Regions from separate parts of the Sus scrofa genome. Here region 1 is linked to region 2. Evidence: chromatin contacts called from public Hi-C data. All regions are on one chromosome and are shown on one strand. Each heading gives the region's core, a stretch centred on a gene start, on an enhancer-like site or on the middle of the called end of the contact. The rest is flanking DNA. Distances are from core to core; before and after follow the strand shown. Region 1 holds the start of NFXL1 (NF-X1-type zinc finger protein NFXL1). Region 2 holds the start of COMMD8 (COMM domain-containing protein 8).

Evidence for each region. A called contact is a pair of places that touch in the nucleus more often than the background predicts.
Region 1: a Hi-C map of skeletal muscle shows a contact between it and region 2, with 4 times the contacts expected there. The contact joins the promoter of NFXL1 here to the promoter of COMMD8 in region 2. A contact is called at or near these places in 2 of 47 Hi-C or Micro-C datasets (liver and skeletal muscle).

What each region holds. Positions count from the first base shown.
Region 1 is chr8:37,873,161-37,879,467 of Sscrofa11.1, reverse strand. It overlaps NFXL1 (NF-X1-type zinc finger protein NFXL1), which reads left to right and starts at 3,886. Exons shown (of 23, transcript XM_021100578.1): 1 at 3,886-3,952; 2 at 4,346-4,591. The coding sequence starts at 4,348.
Region 2 is chr8:37,376,373-37,382,938 of Sscrofa11.1, reverse strand. COMMD8 (COMM domain-containing protein 8) reads left to right here and starts at 2,615. Exons shown (of 5, transcript XM_021100563.1): 1 at 2,615-2,763; 2 at 4,488-4,643. The coding sequence starts at 2,698.

The DNA of each region.
Region 1 (6,307 bases), core at 2,637-5,136, 500 kb before region 2:
ATGCCTAACAGTATCGGATAAGTGCCAGACTTAATTATTGATTGATGGATGGGTTGTTTAGCTGAAAATTTGATAACAAGTTATATTAGATATGAATAAATACTTGATTTTTGTCTCTGTTTTCAAGGTTTTCCTGGAAAAAGGCATAGTGAAGTTTGAAAAATTTTATATTCATGAAATTGACATTTACAATACTAATTTTGTCACTCGATTCTGAGTATTAATAAGTAAAGCAAAAAAGTATCAGCCTTCGGAGTTCCCATCATGGCTCAGAGGTTAACGAACCTCGTTAGCATTCATGAGGATGTGGGTTCGACACCTGGCCTTGCTCAGCAGGTTAAGGATCTGGCGTTGCTATGAGCTGTAGTGTAGGTCACAGACACGGCTCAGATCCCACATTTCTGTGGCTATGGCCCCGATTTGCCCTTAGCGTGGGAACCTCCACAGGCTGAGGGTTCAGCCCTAAAAAGACAAAAGAAAAAAATAAAAAAAGAAAAGAAGAACAAGAATCAGCCCTCTAAAGTTATTTGCATTTAACTTGGCTAGAGAAATCAACCTGATTATTTTTCTAATTAAATTAAATTAGAGATGGCAGAATATCGCTCTTATTTTAATGGGTGTATTTTGCACTTTATCTTGTTTCTTTTTTTTTTCTTCTTAATTTTTTTTTCTATCATTTTGATTGGGTCATATCCCATATGTCAAATAAGACTGATGTATAATGTATACAATGCTTGTAACAGTCTGGGTCTAGTCAAGAATAGAAACCACATAGTGGGTTAAGTTTAAAACATAGAATTGTTAATTTCTGATAAAAAATGACTAGAAGGAAATCATATATGATATTCTAGGGCTGAGGGAAAATACCCAAGGAAGGACGAACTTTGATTCCCCAGGCTGGTTCAGATCTTATTGGAAATGGTGTTATTTCCACTCACTGGATAGCAGAGAAGTTTGCTAGTTTGTTCTGGCCACAGCTGTTCCACAGTCACCTCTGGAGCAGTGATCAGGAACCAGTGGGGTGAGTTTGCAGAGGGAATGGGAACCAAGGCAGAGGTGTGTTGTGCCCATGTCTGTAGTGGGAGGGTGGCAGGTATAAAGGAGGGGGTGTCAGCTGCAAAGTGTGTGGTGACTCAGGGCACCAGTGTGAGAAAAGACTTTGGGGCCTGTTTCCATGTTACGAGGGTGGCTCGGAAGGAAGGTTATCTCTGGGCAAGACAAGGGCTGCAAGGTTGCTGACCCACTCTGCAGCAGCAGGAAATAGCAGGAGAGCATCTGTCCTCTTTCAATGCCACTGCTTCAGTGCCCTCTCCTGAGAAAACCTAATACCATGCACTTTATGGAGATGCTTAAAGGACTTCTGTCCTCCATCACAGAGCATATACTGAAGGGTGAATTGGAGCTCAGGGCCCATATACTAATAACTGGCATGGTGTTTACCTAAGCATAGATGTATCTGTCAAAGATAAACGGATTTAGGAGGCCGTGTGTGGATACACTGGCAAAAAGAATCTATATCAGGATAACATGTCAGTAATGGACAGATAAATACAATTAAATCAGAATTTTTCAAATGACTGGACAATAGGGGTATTCAAATATTTTATTTTTCTATATTTTATTTTAGACTTCTTAAAAAGTTGAGATGTATCATATAGCAAATTTCACAAATTATACAAGTATAATTTCTTTTTAACGTATGTATACAAAAGTGAAACTACCACCCAATTCGAGATAGAATTTTTTCCACCACTCAGGGGGATGTCTTTTCCCTCTTCCCAGTTAAAGTTCTCCCACCCCTACTAGAAGCAAGCACTAATCTGGCTTCTGTAACTTGTCCAGAAAGATTCACAAGTCAGTACTCTGTCGTGTCTGGTCTCTTTTGTTCGACATGCTAACTTTGAGATTCACCCATCTTGCTACACGTATCAGCATTCTTTTTGGCATAACATCCCATTATGTGAATATATCACAATTTATTTTTCTGTTCTCCTGATGATAGACCTGAGGGTTGTTCCTCGTTTTTAGCTATTATGAATAAAACTGCTATAATCATGAGTTTTTGTGGAGCTATGCACTCATTTACTTTAGGTATATGGACTGGAGTGTAATCATAGCTTTATCATTTTAACATATTTCTCATGTTCCCTTTGGATAAACACGAAGAACTCTTGCTTTTCTCAATTTTTATCTGAAATTTCAAAGTGAAAATAACAGCAATGGCAGCTGTTGAAATGTGTTCTCACTGTATATATGCTTTAACATTATGATACACACCAGCTCGCCACTGCTAAACTTTATTATGATATTAAAATAAATGTTTGCTCTTTCAGAGAGCACATAACATTCTTTTTGATTCCACAGTAATTACTATGATTATCAATTTTCATTGTATAATATGGCAGGGGAAAATTCTGATCATGTGAGCCTTTGGCCCAATTAGGTCTTCTAAAAGTAACTGGAATTTCTAGGTAAAAATTAAATATTTTTTCATAGTAATCATATAGCATGGGTTAGAAACCGCGAGGGAAAGAGGAGGGAGAAACTGGAGCGCTGAGAGCTCAAGCGGGCTTACCAACCAACAGAGTGGCTGAGAGCTCTGAGCAAAGAGAGCTCAGGCTCCCCCAGCTTAGGCAACAGCTTGTTATACAGGTAAAGGGGTAATTTCTATTTTTAGCACATTCTATTTTTAGCAAAGTTTCGGGATGGGGTAAGAAACAGTGAAGATACAAGTTATATTGTAACAGTTTCTCCGGCTATTCTTGTCTTGCAGCCTTGTGTTTCTTTTTGTACAGTTATCACCTAACGGCATGGTGTGTTCAAAAGTGTAAGTCAAGAGTCATACGACTTAGTTGCATGCCAGGATGCTGAATAAGAAAATTTTGTCTTTATTTTGTAATTAAAAAAAAATGGGATTGATAACAATAACTAGTTATATAAAGGGCAAGTTACTTAACCTCTCTGTGCCTCACTATTCTTAATGTAAGATGGGACTAATAAGATGACTCCGAGTACCGCACTATCCATAGACATATATATGTAAAACACTTTAAAATAGCACCTGGCACTTAATACTTGCTATATAAATATTAGTTATTTATTATTAAAGTACAGGAATTAGTTAAATTGAAGGGTTGTAAAGAATCCTATAGTCCCAAACAGCAATCAGTATATTTCTCAAAGACAGGCCTCCGAATTTTTGAAATTGCTCTTTTTCTATATCTTATTGGAAACAGTGAAGTCAGAAGAATTAGGATCACACCTGGCTCTCAACTACTTTCCTTAATTAAGTATACTTTACAGAGCTGTCCTGAAAATAAAGTCAGCTTGCTTCCAGAGAAGCATACTGTAAACTATTAAGGACTATGATAATAATACCATTAGCTTTATCCTCTCCATTGCTTTAGCACCTCAGAAAGGCGCTTTCTCCACTCCAAACACTTTCTCTCTCTCAGCTTTTCCTCCATCTTCCCCGACCCCAAAGTGTTTTCATAGTAAACGCCTTTCCCGTCAGTGAGAAAAATTCCCTGCCAGCAGAAAGCCAGAAAACAAGGCTAAAGATGGCGGACAGTCAATTATCGGCCCCTGGGACATGTTCCCGATACCCTGCTGGGTTTAGGGCAGTTGCGGGAAAGCAGCAGAATCTTCAAGCATCCCAAAAGCCTCAGGGCCCGCCCACTTCCCCACCTTGCGCTCTCTCTGTGGCGCCCACCTCTCCCGAGCCCCGGAGCACACCGGGAATTGTAGTTTCTGACGATCCGATTCAGTCCTCGCGGGTTCTCAGAGGACTTTTCTGCCACCCCACCCCCACCCCAACCCCGCCCCCAGCCTCCACTCTGCCTCAACACACAGACACAGTCCCGGATGAGGAAGCGGCCTGTGATGCCACGCGTTCTGAGAGCCCTGGGCTGGGGCTTCTGGGAGTTGTAGTCGCTGGAGGCGGGCGCCGTCGGTAAGGAGACGTAGCGTTTCAACGGGTTTGCTACCACAGTTGGTTCCTGGAGGGACCCGCGGGGTCTGTCCGCAGTTTTGCTGTCACCCCGCTACCCCTGAGGCTGAGGAGGCGCTTTCCCCCTCTACGGCTCTCCTTCTCCGGCGCTGGATGCTCCTTGCCTCGCAGTCCATTTCTCTGCCTAGTTCTCTCTCTCTTCGATCCATCTCCAGAGCCCGGGCTTAGCGGGGACTCGCCCTCTGGGAGAGACAGGGCCGCGACCCGGTCCCTGCCCTGCGGAGACCCTCCTCATTCTGCCCGGTACAGCGGCTCCCCCCGCTCTCTCCTTTCCCCGTCTAAACACCACCGCGCTCACGCTCCTTCCACTCTTTCCCCCCCTCCCCACTCCTGCAGGGATGGAAGCTTCCTGGCGCCAGGTGGCCGGTGGCCGAGGCCGAGCCCGTGGACGGGCCACTGCGGCCCCCTCCTCGGGAAATGGAGTCCATCTCCGCGGCGCCGGAGGAGGGCGAGAGAAGGGGTCGGTGGGCGCTACTGGTCCTGGCCCCAGCCCGGGAGGAGCCGCGACCGCTTCGGCTGCAGGTAGCTCAGCCCGACGCAGCCCCTGGGGATCTGAAGCGCCGCAGACTTCCGTAGCCAGTGGTGAGAATGGAACTTGTCGGGGGGCTCACTTGGATGCCTGCTAAGACATTTGATAGTCAGAACTGCCTCTGCCCCATTCATTTCTTTTCTTCTTCCGGAGTTTATTGTTAGCCTCATTTCTCAAACCTTTCAGGAAGCTGCTCATTCTAGGCTGATTCCCATCAGACTTTTTTCATCATTTTAAGTGATAGGAATATTTGTTATTTCCCCATCCAGTATTCTTTTCACTCTTTTTGCCTGCTAAGTGTCTAGACCAAAAGTTGCAAATTGTGCCCCCCCCCACCCCCCGAGGGGAGGAATCTGATTTAGCCTTTAGTTTGGTTTGGTTTGGTTTGGTTTGGTTGACACAGTGAATTAAATCTGAATTGGTTGCCAGTAGTATTTTTGTTTTTTCTTTTCTTTTTAAAAATCTCATAACAGTCTGGTTATCATCTACTTTTCTTGGAAAATGAAACTTTGTGGCTGTCGCGTGGGAACAGCCAGCTAGGCTACATCGAAGAAATCCCATTTAGAATGGGTTTAGGCTTTCCACTTCTCATTGGGTCTCCTACTTCTGGGGCCACGTGTCATTTGCCATCTTGATTTGATTGCCTTAGTTTAGTAACTTTAATTGTCTTTGTCCTGTAAGCACTTGAGTTTGTGGTACTTTCGACTGTGGTTCCTCGTCACAAATTTTGTGTCCTTTTCTGGGTATGTCTGGTGTGGCCTCCTCCTGCTTGTCAGTATCCTTCATCCAAAGCAGTGTTTTGGTGGAGCCTGAGAGCACACACTTAACTCTCAATTGTCCACACTAATGGAAGAGTGTAGGAGGCTAAGGGAAATAAGCCCTGAAATCATTGTATTGCTGTGCTCGGAATATATTTTTGGGAGGAGAGGAGCAGATTAAACTTCTGAATGTTTTCTTTTTTGTTTGTTTTGTTTTGTCTTTTTAGGGCCACACCCGCGGCATATGGAAGTTCCCAGGGTAGGGATCTAATCAGAGCTATACCTGCCGGCCTACGCCAGAGCCACAGCAACGCCAGATCCGAGCCTTGTCTGCGACCTATACCACAGCTCACAGCAACGCTGGATCCTTAACCCACTGACCGAGGCCAGGGATTGAACCTGCAACCCGAAAACCTAGTCGGATTCGTTTCCGCTGCGCCATGATAGGAACTCCCCTGGGTGTGTTCTAAGATAAAGTTAGGTGGTATTCCCTTTGTTAGTGAATTTTGGGGAGTGGTGGTGGTGAGGTGGGGGGGCAGTGTGAACAGTTTTGGTAGACTTTCTTGGATTTTCTGGTGAGTAGGAAAGCAGGCCTTCTTGAGCTGGATAATTGAGATTTGAGTGAAAGAAATAATATATGGGGAGGTTGCTTTGTCAACTTTCTTTGAGATGATCTTATGTGGGTCTATTAATCAGGTTGTGGATTTTTTTTTTTTATTATTATGTCTAATTCAGCCTTTTAAAAATGTATTCTTAAGAGCTCTTTCTCATAATGATATTTATCATATTGTACATGAAATTTTGAGTCATATATCCTACAGCAATTACTTTTCTTCTAGTACTCAGTCCTGTGTAGGCCCTGTACATTTTCCTCCAATTTTACTTGGAGTACTGAGTAGTCTCAGCAACAAGAAAAGGATAAACATTTCATGAGGGAACTAACAGATAAAACGTCATTAAGTACAAATATGCCACCTAAAATAAGAAAGTTTATATTAGTAGAGGTTCATC
Region 2 (6,566 bases), core at 1,366-3,865:
ACATTTTTTCCCAGTAGTGTAGAGTGAGCAAGTTTATATTTTATCAAGTATTTTTTTCTACAAAATCACCTTTTTTGTGGATTAATTTTATGCTGTATCAAAATTTGTTAGGCCGATAATACATTACTAGCTATTTACTATAGTAACTAACGTATCAATGACTCTTCTTAGAGCTAAACATTTCCTTCTTCTATTTCTAAAACTGAATTCCTGGGTTCAAGAGTTATATATATTTTAAAGGTTTTGTGCATGTAACTGTAATTCTCCAGCAAAAAGTGCACTAATCTATATTTTCAACAGCAATGTGGGAATGCCTGTTTCAGATTTTCACTAATATTTCACCTTATATTTACAATTTTGCTCCTTAGTCTTTGCCATTAGGATCATAAGAATAATTCAAGGTATAAGCCTTACCAGTTCACAGATGCAAATAAGATCATAGGTACTGCTTATGTGACCTTCGACACACGCTCAATATTTCTTCACCAAGCTTGTTTTCTCATTTTTTAAAAATTAAAAGTATAGTTGATTTACAGTGTTGTGCCAATTTCTGCTGCACAGATCCAGTCATACATATATATACATACATGCCCCTTCTTATACTGTCTTTCCTCATGGTCTATCCCAAGAGCTGGATCTAGTTCCCTGTGCTGTACAGTAGGACCTCATTGCTTATCCTTTCTAAATGCAATAGTTTGCATCTACCAACTCCAATCTCCCAGTCCATCCCACTCCCTGTTATATCTATTAATTCTTCCCACAACCTTGTGTGCTGGGTATTATCCTAACTTGAAAAATGAGGAAACATGTCTGTTCTCTACGTTTTATTTCCTCTTTTTTCAAGTTAGGATAATACCCACCACACACATTTATAGGGAGGATCAATAAGATATAATCCATAAATTGTTTGGCATATAGGAGATGTTTCATAAATATTTTTATTCTGTTACAACATATAAAATTTAGTTGTTTGCTTAGAAAACAGACCCTATTCTCCATACATTTACCACCAGACACAGATTAGGTGTTTTTCCAGATAGCTTCTCATTTATTGGGGAGCACCTATGCATAAAGATGAAGTGTTAAGACGATTATGTTTCAGCTGCGACCATGAAAATTGTACCTACCTACCTAAAGAACTAAAAAGTGGCAATTTTTTTTTTTTTTAATTTTATGGTCCCACTGGTGTCATATGGAAGTTTCTAGACCAGGGATGGAACCCATGCCTCCACAGAGGCCTGAGCTGCTGCAGTCAGATTCTTAACCCATCTGCATCACAGTGGAAACTCCGAAAGTGGCTAATTTTAAAAGAGGGACATCCATGAAAATTCAAGAAGTGGGTGTAAGGTAGAGAAAAAGCATTTGTGCTAACTCTTGAAGGATGTCACTGGGTAGTTTTTTTATGCATAGCCCACAGACTAAAATAAAATTCTTTCTTTCCTGTGGTATGCTTTATCACCTTGCACTACTTTTACTGTTAAGTTTATATTGGATTGTAATTCCTGTTTCTCTCTCCAACCTACTCTGCTTCTGCACATACTTCTGGATGTCAGGGATCGTCTTATCATTACTGAATTCTTCAGAACTTGATTAAAGTAACAGCTGTAATAACGAGAGAAATCACAGAAAGACTGGGTTTTAGGTTTGGCCCAACGTTGAGTGTGACTCTAGAGTCTGACTGATTTTTTTTCACTTCAGGCTGTGCTCTTAACTTAGCTCACGTTTTTAGGGACTTTTAGGGTTGACAGATTAAATAGAAGATACCCAGTTAAACTTTCGGATAAATAAGTAATACTTTTTTTTGCCCTTTTTGGGGCCACATCCGTGGCATATGGAGGTTCCCAGGCTAGGGATCTAATCGGAGCTACAGCTGCCAGCTTACACCACAGCAACACCAGATCCGAGCTTTGTCTGCAACCTACACCACAGCTCACTGCAAGGCCTGATCCTTAACCCACTGAACAAGGCCAGGGACTGAACTCACAACCTTATGGTTCCTAGTCAGATTCGTTTACACTGTGCCACAACAGCAATTTCAATGAACACTTTTTTTAGTGTATGTTCCATGCAATATTTAGGGCATACTTATAAGACACATTCGTTGCTAATCTGAAATTTCATATTTAACTGGACATCTGACAACGCTACGAACTTCTCTAATTTTGTCACCTGGAATTGGAGATGAAACTAGTATCTTAGGAAATCTATATAAAGACTCTCCGCATGGAAACTCTCAATTTGCCTTTCAAATTAAGACACTCTAGCAATAGACATAAGCCAAACCTCCAGGAAAATGAGTCTGGCACACCCCTAAATGTGGCTACCCCTTTTAGATGGTTTTCTAAAGAGTGCAGAAAAAGCTCAACAGAACTCCCAGCAAAATTGCACACTACTTTGAAAGATTTGCAAACGTGCTTTCAGTCTAACGCTCGCCCAGCTGAACTATATCGACTGGGCCAAATGTGCTTCTCTTGCAATTTCTAAGGGTGTTTAAGCAAAGTCGTATCAGGTTTAAAGAATTTTCCTTAATTACCGGAGAAAGCGTGGGCAGCATCTCTGCGCACGCGCACAAGGGCTCCTGCGTCTCCGCGCCCGCCCCCCACCCCGCCCGAACCGAGGGAGTCACGTGGGCAGGCGCAGGCCCCCAAAGGAAACGCTGAAGCTTGTCACGTGACCGATCCTCTGTTTCACACAGGGATGGAGCCGGAAGAAGGGACGCCCTTGTGGCGGCTCCAGAAGCTGCCTGCGGAGCTGGGCCCGCAGGTGAGGAGGGCGCAGAGGATGGCTGTGCTAGGCCGGCTCCCGGGCGGCCAGGCCTTCGGGGCAGATACGAGCCGCTGCAGGCTCGCGCAGGCTTCCCAGGGAAGGGAGAGGGAAGAGGTGTGATACGGAGTGGCCCGCCCCCTGCTTACCCTAGCGAGCCTTGGAGGCAGGGGCTCAGGGTACTACTTCCGGGGACCTGGCTTGAAGGCGCCCCTCCGGAGGCTTGGCGCGTAGACACTGCCCGGCGGTGCCCGCTCCTGGCTGGGAAACTGTCTACGTCCTCGCGCAGCCGGGAGCCCCAGAGACCCTGGGAGGCGGGGGTGGGGGTTGGGGGAGTGGCCACGTAGTTTTTCAAAGTTCACAGCCTGGAGGCGGTGGCTTGCAGCCTATTTGTTTCATTCATTCATTCAATACAAACCTCCGGAACGCTCCCCTCTGCACCAAGCGCAGTGCTAGGCGCTGGGGATACCTTGATGACCTAAAGAAGCTTATCCTACTGCCTTGAGGGCGACAGAAAAAAATATTGCTAAATGCTACCAAAAACTGGGAGAATTACTTTAAGTGGGGTGGTTCAAGTGCTGGTATAGCACATACTCAGTTAATACATGTTAAAAGGCATTAAACATGGTACCAGCAATAGTATTTAGTAATAGTGATGATACAAGAAGAAGAAGGACAGCAATGGCAAGCAATGTTTAATGCCAGGATTGTCCAAGTGCTTTACATATATTCTTATTCAATCCTTACAACAGCGTTATGGGGGTAGATGATGTCTTTGTTTTACTATGAAGAAGTGGGCACAGAATGTTTAAATACCTTGGCTAAACTAGTAAGTAGTGGAACTAGGACTCAGACTAGCCAGTTTTGCTCCACAATGCACTATCTTCTTACGCACAGTTATATGTGTTAGGATTTCCATTTGGCGTTAAGGTAGGGTAGAGAGAAAGGAATGTAAGAAAGAAAAAGAAAGGCACTGAGGTCTTTTTTGTAGTGGCCAAAAGAAGTCAGTGTGGATATTGTGGAAAATGGAGAGAAGGGGTTTGTATATATACATTTTAAAAGACTCTGATCTAAGAGTCACCTTGTTTTTTGGTTTTTTGGTTATTGATATAAATACAATGTCTAAGGAATCCTAAGGAGAAACTTTTATTCTCACCATTTTATTTTCAGGAATTTTGGAAAAACAGCAGTGTATCTATAAAATTATTTTAGCTTCTGAAGGTCAACAAAATTACAGAAGGTTTGGTTTGTGTGTGTGAAGCTCTAACTTTTTTTTTTTGCTTTTAGGGCTGCACCTGCGACATATGGAAGTTCCCAGGCTAGGGGTCGAATTGGAACTACAGCTGCTGGCCTATGCCACAGCCAAAGCAATGCCAGATCTGAGCCCCATCTGCGACCTACACCACAGCTCACAGCAACGCCAGATCCTTAACCCACTGATCAAGGCCAGGGATCAAATCCACATTCTCATGGATACTAGTCGGGTTCGTAACCAGCTGAGCCACAACAGGAACTCACTAAATTTTAATAAAATGATGTTAGCCAAAAAAAAAAAAAAGTGAAAAACTACTCTGTGCAGTAGCTTGAAGCAGGATCTCACTTCCCAGTCCAGGGGTTGGATATGGGCTGCAGTGGTGAAAGCTCCGAATCGTAACCACTAGGCCACCAGGGAGCTACCCATGATTTTACTTATAATTAATTAATCTCCTTTTTTCTCTCTGTAGCTTCTTCACAAAATAATTGATGGCTTTTGTGGTCGAACTTATCCACTCTACAAGGATTATCAGAGTGTTTGGGATTCAACAGAATGGATGCATGTTCTAGAAGACATTACCGAATTTTTCAAAGCTGTAGTTGGTAAAAATTTAACTGATGAAGAGGTAACTTCACTCCAAGTTTCTATGTCTTAGGATAAAATAAATAATTTGTGTTTAGATTTTTTTTTTATGAAGTTGGTGTTTAGGGCACTATGGAGCACAAGGGCCATCATCAGTAAGTGTCTGATAGAAAATGTCATAATTGTGAGGAAGTGGAAAATCTGTGCAAGTTCTGGGTTTTTGTAGTTTGGGTTTTGATTGTATTTTTTTAAGTCGTGAAGCATTTGAATCAGAAGAAAACCAAACGTTATACAAATGACATCTATATTCCAATTACCACAATTGAACAGTTGTTAATATTTTACTTTATGTATTTCAGGTTCGTGTGTGTGTTTTAGAAAGAAGGCATTACAGATAAATATCACCCTCCCACTAGAGATTACTGCTTGTGAATTGTGTGCATGTTTTGTATTCTATATTGTATGAATGTTTGCATCTTTAAGCGATATGTATGCAATTATTTGAGCTGTTTAAATGTGTAACTTGTAAATGGTAACATATGCATCCATTTGTAGTTTTTCTGCAACATTGTGTTTCAGATTCATTAATGTTGAAAAATGTAGATCTTCTTTATATGTTTTAACCCCTCTTAGTATTTGATGATAGAAATTAGTGGAACTTATTTTTCTGTCCCCCTACTGATGAACGTTGGATCATTGCCTCTTTTATTGTGATGAATAGTGCTGCTAGAAACATTTTGTGTTTGTCTTCTTGTACACATACACATATGGGCAAGCTTTTCTAGGATAGATATCTTTAAGTGAACTTGAAGGGTATTCTTCCATTGAATTGCTTTTGTACCTTTGCCAAGTTATTTGGGCATGTTTGTGTAGGTTGTCCACTTGGGGAAAAATGGAGTATGTTTGTCATTTTGACTTGGGTGATATTCTGAATATGAGTTCTTGGATATTTGTACTTTATGTGTCTTCTATTGTATTGCTTGCCTTTTCAGTCCCTTAGCAGTGTCTTATGTATAGAAGTTCTGGATTTTACTTTTTTATTTTTTGTCTTTTGAGGGCCACACCCGTGGCATATGGAGGTTCCCAGGCTAGGAATCTAATTGGAGCTGTTACCCCCGGCCTATGCCAGAGCCCAGCAACGCCAGATCTGAATCTCGTATGCAGCCTACACCATAGCTCACAGCAATGCCAGATCCTTAAACCACTGAGCGAGGCCTGGGATCGAACCTATAACCTCATGGTTCCTAGTTGGATTCGTTTCTGCTGCGCCACGACAGGAACGCTGAAGTTCTGAGTTTTAATCAAGTCCAATTTGTTAATGTTTCTTTTGATGGTTAGTGATATTAATGCTGTGGTAAGAAACATTTGTGCTACAGAGTCATGAAGCTGTTTTTATATATTTTCTTATAGAAGCTTGAATGTTTTAGCTTTTACATTTATGTCACCGATGCATTTTGAATGAATATTTGCATATAGAGATCATGTTCAGATTTTTCCATATGATGTTTTCTTGACCTAGTAACATTTATTGGAATGACCATCTTTGCTGCATAGAATTGCTGTGCAGTCCTTCTTGAAATCAGGTGACCATATCTGTATGAGTCTATATCTGGGCTCTTTTTTTTTTTTTTTTTTTTTGTCTTTTTGCCTTTTCTAGGGCTGCTCCCGCGGCATATGGAGGTTCCCAGGCTAGGGGTCTAATCAGAGCTGTAGCCGCCGACCTACACCAGAGCCACAGCAACGCGGGATCCTTAACCCACTGAACAAGGCCAGGGACCGAACCTGCAACCTCATGGTTCCTAGTCAGATTCGTTAACCACTTCGCCACGACAGGAACTCCTCTGGGCTCTTATTCTGCTCCATCATATTTGCCCATACAGCAATGTCTTTATTACTGTAGAATTAAAGCTACATTTAAGTTTTGATATCTGGTAGTAGAAGATCTTCAACTTTATGTTTCTTCAAG